2 separate regions of the Mus musculus genome follow, and region 1 is linked to region 2. The links are chromatin contacts, called in public promoter capture Hi-C maps. All regions are on one chromosome and are shown on one strand. The core of a region is the stretch at or near the end of the contact, and the rest is flanking DNA. Distances in the headings are between cores, read along the strand shown.

The links. Promoter capture Hi-C pulls out the DNA fragments that hold promoters and counts their contacts.
Region 1: a promoter capture Hi-C map of pre-B cells shows a contact between it and region 2, with 4 times the contacts expected there. The contact joins the promoter of Pnpla8 here to the promoter of Tspan13 in region 2. A contact is called at or near these places in 2 of 39 promoter capture datasets (cranial neural crest and pre-B cells).

Annotation. Positions count from the first base shown.
Region 1 is chr12:44,266,928-44,270,510 of GRCm38.p6, forward strand. It overlaps Pnpla8 (patatin-like phospholipase domain containing 8), which reads left to right and starts at 2,227. Exons shown (of 10, transcript NM_026164.2): 1 at 2,227-2,374.
Region 2 is chr12:36,040,416-36,043,820 of GRCm38.p6, forward strand. Tspan13 (tetraspanin 13) reads right to left here and starts at 2,063. Exons shown (of 6, transcript NM_025359.3): 1 at 1,836-2,063. The coding sequence starts at 1,898.

The sequences.
Region 1 (3,583 bases), core at 977-3,476, 8.2 Mb after region 2:
ATGATAAAATATTTTTCTTCCCCTAAATTTTATAATATAGAATTGTAGTGTCAATGATTGGACAGGTAATATGTCAGATAAGAAAACAGAAACACAAATACAGCATTATACTTCTGGCCTGTAGGGAAAATGCCAGGATACAAATGAATAAATCACAACCCCGAGCAGTGAGGGCTAGAGGTGAAGCAAGTTTAAGTACAATAAATGGTTTGCTCTATGGGAGCAGGAAGAGTTTCTTGGTTTAAGTACAAATCTGAAGGCTAGGACAGGAGGAAATCTGAGCCAAGAGCATGTACAGAGGCACTAATTATGAAAAGGCTCAATGTTTATGGTAAAATAATGGTGTTTCTGGAAGGTAAAAAATACTGGGCAAGGGGTGAGAAGCCACACAGTTAAAGCTTGTCACATCCCTGTGGTTTACCGAAGAAGTGCTCCTGGCCCAATCTTTCTGCTCTGGGAAAACACATGATCATTTTGCAATTCTGAAAGATAACTTTCCCTGCAGAAGAGACTGGGTTAGAGGTTAGTTACAAACTGTAGAACCAGTTTATGTGAGACTGACATACAGCAAGCTCTACACTAAGGAAAAAGGAGGGCGAGAGCACAGAGCTGAAGAAATTGTAAGAGATGGTAAAGGAAGATCCATTAAGCTTTATTTCTGATTAGAGGTAAAATTACTGACAAGGGAAGGAGAGGAGGAATTGACAGTTGCATGGAAATTTCTAACATAGGAAGAAAATCTGGGTATATTATCTAACTTAAGGAATTACATTATTAAACATTAGAAACAAAGGGAGAAGGCATGGTGAGTTACTGACTGCTTGACCAAGATTTAGTTAGGTTCCTTTTATGACTTTTCACAGTACCTGTCATCTTTTGGCCTCTGCCTTGGACCTATCTAAGTCCAGTGTTAGGAGGAATCGTCTAAGTTGATATGAAATTAATCCCCACTCTTGGTATCTGGTCATTCTCATCTTCTCTCACCAAGAATCTGCTTCTTTTCAGCAAGAATGTCTGTTACCTTTGACGTGATGTCATTTCTTAGTAATCTTCCATCCAATGACCACCCCCTTTGCCTACTGTTCTAAACTCTACTCTTTGTTGTGTCAGAACCTGGAGCTGACAGCTCACTATGGTAATAGTTCTGACCTTCTACCATTTCAATAGTGTCAGGGTATTTTAATATTAGTAAATTAATAATAAAAAAATCAAGAGCTAAAGTTATTTCCAAGCCTTTCTTAATTTTTGGAGTACATATTTGAGCTGTTGTGAGGCTATTTAACAGCTAATACACTGCTAGGGTTTACCAGACAGTATGGTAGACACAACCCAATATCATGTGTTAACCAAATGCCTAGTATGCTCATTTACTCTTTTTTCTTTTTTTTCTTTAATTTTTAGGGGAAAGAAACGTCAAGGTCTCCTCATGTAGCCTGCTCTCGCCTCGAGTTTATAGGCCTACTACATTTTTTACCTTTGTAATGTTTAACCTCTGTAATCCAAAGCCCCTTAATTAAAAACTGTCAGTGAATCTGGCAGCACATGTAATGCCCTTCCTAAAGGGCTTTACAATCATTTTCATTTTAAGGGCTGGCCCTCTGCTACTCTTGAAGGTGAACACTGAGGTCCTAATCTGATGGTCTAGTTAACTAGATAGCACTAGACCTGTGGCGGGTTGTAGTTTGCCTCCCTGGTATACAAAAATTTCAACGTGTTGATTACAAGACCATCAAAGGGGTAGTACACGCTAACTCCCACAAGATGGTATATGACAAAGAGCTTTTAAGTTGACAGACCCCGTAGCTGTTCTAGAAACAAAGAGGAGGTATCACCACAGCAGGATCACAGGGTCCAGCCAGGCTGCTCACATCCAGGCTGCGGTTAAAGCGGTTCCCTGGAACCTAGGCAACACAGCGCGCGCAGAGTCTTCTGGCACGCTCAGCCCAGCTGAACTTATTTCTGAACTATTGGTAACCCGCAAGCAAGCAACCAGGCACTCTACTCTGAGACAGCGCTGAGATTAAAAGCCATTGATCTCCGCCTAACCGTCACAACAGATCATAAAAGTAGCACTTGCCCCTTCCGAAGCGGTGCCTCTCCCAAGCACTCAGCTCCAACAAACTCCCCGCCCCTCCCTCTCTCCACAGCCACGCCCTATTACGTAGGCTTAGGAGGGCAGAAGGCAGAAAAACAGGCCCTAGAGCTTGCGTCACTTCCGCTGGGGGCGGGGCGTAGCGGTGGGTGGTGCTGGTCACGCCAGTGTTTGGGGTCCGGGCGCCGCAGCTGCGAGCAGGCCGGGCGGGCCGATGCGGACCTCAGAGCTGGCGGGAGGCGAGTGGCGGCCGCGGCGCCCGTGACTACTGCCTGCGTCCCGGTGAGTGGCCGGAAGGCGGCGGGGTGGCAGGTGGCCTCCGTGGCGTGGGCGCTTCGCCGGGCTCTCCCGCGGGCGTTTCGGAGGCCCGATACGCAGGCCTCGGGGTCCTGGCGGGCGCTTGGCCCCGACGCCCCGATGCCGCGGGCGTGGCCGCCGGGTGTTTTGGTTGGTTGCGCCCCGCCCCCGCCGGTGGTCCCGCCCAGCCCCTCTCTGCAGTGGCACGCCGGGTCCTGAATGGGCTGTTCTCTGGCAGATCACTGGAGACGCGACGTTTTCTCTGATCTACCTCGACCTTGACTGGGCAGCGTGTGCTTTGTGTTTTGGTGGCTGGATATTTTTACTTCTCAGCGATTTGCTTTTTCTTCCCGTCCTATCCCAGTGCGCTGTTGCTTAAGCAGAACCAGATGCGCGTCCCTTTTAAAAGATGAAAAAAACTGTATGAGTCAGCAGGTTGCAGAGCCTCTTGTCACTGTCATTTCTGTCATGATGCTGGGGGCGGGGCGGGGGGTGGTACGACCAGTTTTCACGCCCATTACAGCAATAACTTTAAAGAAAAGTGACCTTCAAGGAATATCTTAGGAGATAGATGTGACATAAGCGGCTATCCTAGAATGCATTTAAAATTACCATTTTCATTTCCAAGTTGTATTATGGACCGAATTCCTGATTGTCAAAAATATATTTCAGGTTCTCAAGGCGGTTCATTACCACAAGGAAATGGGAAGAATGTTTTTAAAAAGTGAGGATTATTATAAAAGTACATAAGAGTGAATTGAAAAGCTTATGTTTTAGTGAAGCAGTCAGTTGTACCAAATTCCATATAGCTATTTTGTGAAATTCGGTATGCATATTAGATGAATCTCCAATATAAAGACCTCGCTTCATAGTTTTTGCTAATTGTTCTATTCTCTATCTTGTTTTGTATTTCTCCATCTAATTTTAAAATCTTGGTAACAGTGGCCCTCTTCATAATGATGTCAGATTAGTGAAAAGGTCAGCTGCACTAGTCTATATTAATACATCCATACTTTCCCATGCAGAATTGATACAAGAACAGTCTGTACTTGAAGTTGTTTTTTTCAGCCAGTAAAGATGGGATTTGTTACTTTATTTGGGGCACATAACGTTTGTGCAAAGGTCAGAGCTAGACTCTTGTTTCACCTCCAGTTCCAACTCACTCCCAATCGCTTGTATTTTATTCGGTTTACT
Region 2 (3,405 bases), core at 813-3,312:
ATCAATAACACACACTTTGGAAGTCAATAATTTAGGGCAGATATTAAATAATCTTAACATATGCCTTTAGGGTCAACTTTTCTTTCTCCTGGCTTTCACGACACGCTGTAAATACTGCTGGAAATAATATACCTTAAAAGCAGTATTACTTGATTTGAAAAAAGAAAAAAGGTTCTTTTTTTTTTAAATGTATATATTGCACATTGATGTCTACAGATAGCCGAAGAGGCACAGAAGCAGCCACTGTACCCTGCACTGTGTGTAAGCAGACACTGTAAGATGGAGAATCAGGTAAACAGATGACTGAATCACTGAGGGGGGGAGGGGGACTCAGGCACAAAATAGAATGTGACGTTCTAAGCAGACCATTCATGTTAATAAGAGAAATTGTTCAAGAACGGATAGGAATTTACAATATAGCAATGTGGTAAGCATGCCTCACACCGCACAGGTGAACTTAATATGAAACTTGACATGGATTTCCAGTGACAGGAGCTGTTTCGCCACCATGTATTCTAGAATTTTTCTGCCAAGTGTACCATTTGTGAGCATGTTGACTGGATTCCCAGGAACTAGCCAGAAAAATATATACACCATCGGTGCCTATGTCAAAGCTTTGCCATCATTTTCAGACACACACCAGAAAAAAAAAAAAAAGGTAAAATGACCCGTGACCTGGTGTCTCTGCTTGTCAACCACAAGCGGCCTCTCTTGTCCATAGATGTAACCTAAGCTGGCCCAGATGGCCTGGCTCTGCTAATGCAGGGAAACTGGGTTTGTTTTCAGGGTGGGTGCTGCAAGCACCAGATGTATTTATAGAAGAGAACAAGTCTCCGATGGAATGAGATGACCGAAAGGAAGTTTCTTCCACGCAGGAGAGGCAGCTTGTGGAAAGGTCTAGATTCCACAGCTTGGTTCCAGTCCAGACTCTCCAACTACCAGTTATGAAAACTTAGTAAAGCCTTTTTTGGTCTTTACCGTTATAAAATTTAGACAACTGCGCTTGCCACAGATAGATAACAAATTGACAAATGAAAAGGCTGGGGTGGTGAAGGTTTTCAATAAACATCACCTCAACTTCCTGCTGTCCAGCCACAATTATGCCTCAAAAAAAAAAAAAATCAAACTGAGTTTTCCATGTTAAAGCTGGAAGGCATATGCTGATACGTAGGGAGGAAAAAATAAATAAAAAAATAAAAACGACTTGGGTGGAGGACTATATACTGAAGGACTTCGCCAAAAATGGAGCTAGAATATTGATAAAGGGGAAGGAAGATGGCATGGGAAAAGCATCAGGCGAATACCTCACGGGCAGAAACATCAACAAAGAGACTTTATGTAAGCACGAAACAAACTTCGGAAGCCACGGATATCCTGTGAACCTGCTCTATGGCCTCCATTCAAAAGGCAGCTTTTAGAGCTGTGCCAGAAGCGCGCCATCCACAGGCCGCCTGGTCCATCCCAGGCCCCACTATCCCGCAAACCTGTCCCCTAAGCCCGGGCTGCTCTCCAGCCTCCGAACCTCCAGATGGGATGGCCAGCCGAAAGCGTGCGGCTAGAGGGATTGAGATGGAAACCTGGGGATGGATGAAAGAATGGGGAGAGTGGGAAGGAACGCGAAAGTGAAGGGCTGCAGAGAGCAGGGCGAGGGGCGAGCGCCACAATGAAGGACGGGCGGAGACTGCGACAAGCAGGCTCGGGGTCCCGGGCGGGGGCTGCAGGCGAAACTGGGGCGTGGGAAGCCCGCAAGGGGCGCGGGATGGGGCGCAGGCGAATACTCAGGCGGGGAGGAGGCCGACGGCCCCCGCAGGTGCCACCGGGCGCGGGCTACTCACGGTATACAGCAGGTTGAGCGCGCACAGGCAGTTCTTGGAGCACGAGAAGCCCCCGCACACCATCGTGGCGCGTGGGCTAGCGGGTGCCTGCGGGTCGAGGCGTCTTCCGCCGGGCTGGGCGAGTAGCTTCTGGATCCTGGCCTCCTGAGCCTGTGGCCCGGGCTAGGCTCGGGGCTCGGGTTCGGGGTTCAGGATCAGGGCTGCAGTGCCGCGCCCGCAGCGGCTCCCACCCGCTCTGCAACCTGCGGCCGCAGCGGATCCGCCGATCGCGCGCCCCGCCCCGCCGCCTCGTCTCGCCCTGCACTCTGATTGGCCACTGCTAGGGAACAAAGGTAGAGATATGCAAATCAATGCGCTCTGGGGTCCGGGAGAGGCGGGGCAGCTCAGCGGAGGAGAAGGAGGAGGAGGAGGAGGGGGCCCCGAGACTGTCTGGAGGGAGCCGGCCTCTGGCTCACGAGACTGTGGCCTCTGTATAATTTCCCCCCTCCCAGGTGAACAGCAGAGGGCGGGGCTCCACGCTGGCAGGAGAAATGACAGCACCTCTCTCCATTCTTGCCCTGTGGGTGACGTGGCACCATTTTGAATGAGATGATAAAACAAATCGAAGCACCTGGCCTCGTTTGAATGAAAGAAAGACGACAAGAATGAAAGATTTACAGAGAACAGGGAAGGGGGCAATGAAAGGAAAAACATCAGTGAAAGACTAAAAAGAGCAAATAAAAACTAATTTCTCTCGACATAGGTAAGAAAGGTAACCTGTAATTGTGACAGATTTCAGATCAAGAGGACTTAATCTACAGGGATTTTTGAAATACTAATAAACCTTATGAATACATATGTGCAAAATAAATCAGGAGTCTTTATTCTTGTAGTGGGATCCTGGGTTTTAGGGGCCTATTTTTGCATAAATACAAGCTAGGAAGCCTTTCGATAACAGATTCAATTAATTTATCATCACTTTTGTTTGCTGCATCTTCATCCTGATTCCTAACCTCTAACTAGATTATTAGAAGTATATCATGCACTATTTGACAGACCCCCTTGCATAGAATAAAGTGTCCTATCAGATGCACCAGTGCGCCTGATGGTTTTAAGGCACTCACTACTGGGTTCCAACTGTTAAGCGGCAGTAAAGGCTTGGTATTTTCTATTTGGTATTTTCTATCAAAAGAAATTCTACCAATAGGTTTTATAAAGAGATTTTTAAGGGCCTTAAGAGTTGGCTCAGCTGTTATGGCACTTATTGCTTTTACAGAGGACCCCAACACCCAAATGGCACTCACAACACCTGTCTCTCCAGTCCTGGGGATCCAGTGCCCTCCTCTGACCTTAGTGGGCATCAAGCATGCACATGGTACACACATGCAGGCAAAACACTCGTAAAATAGTAAAATAGATCTTTTAAAAAGCGATTTTCAAATTTACTGTACATTTTGAGCCTAAAACTTCTCACGGTTAGGTGAATGTATGTCAAAAAACAAAAACAAAACAAAACAAAAAAAAAACCCAAAAAAAACAAACATAAAAATCATTGACTTAAACAAGTTAATTAAATACCTTCTCTTCAAAT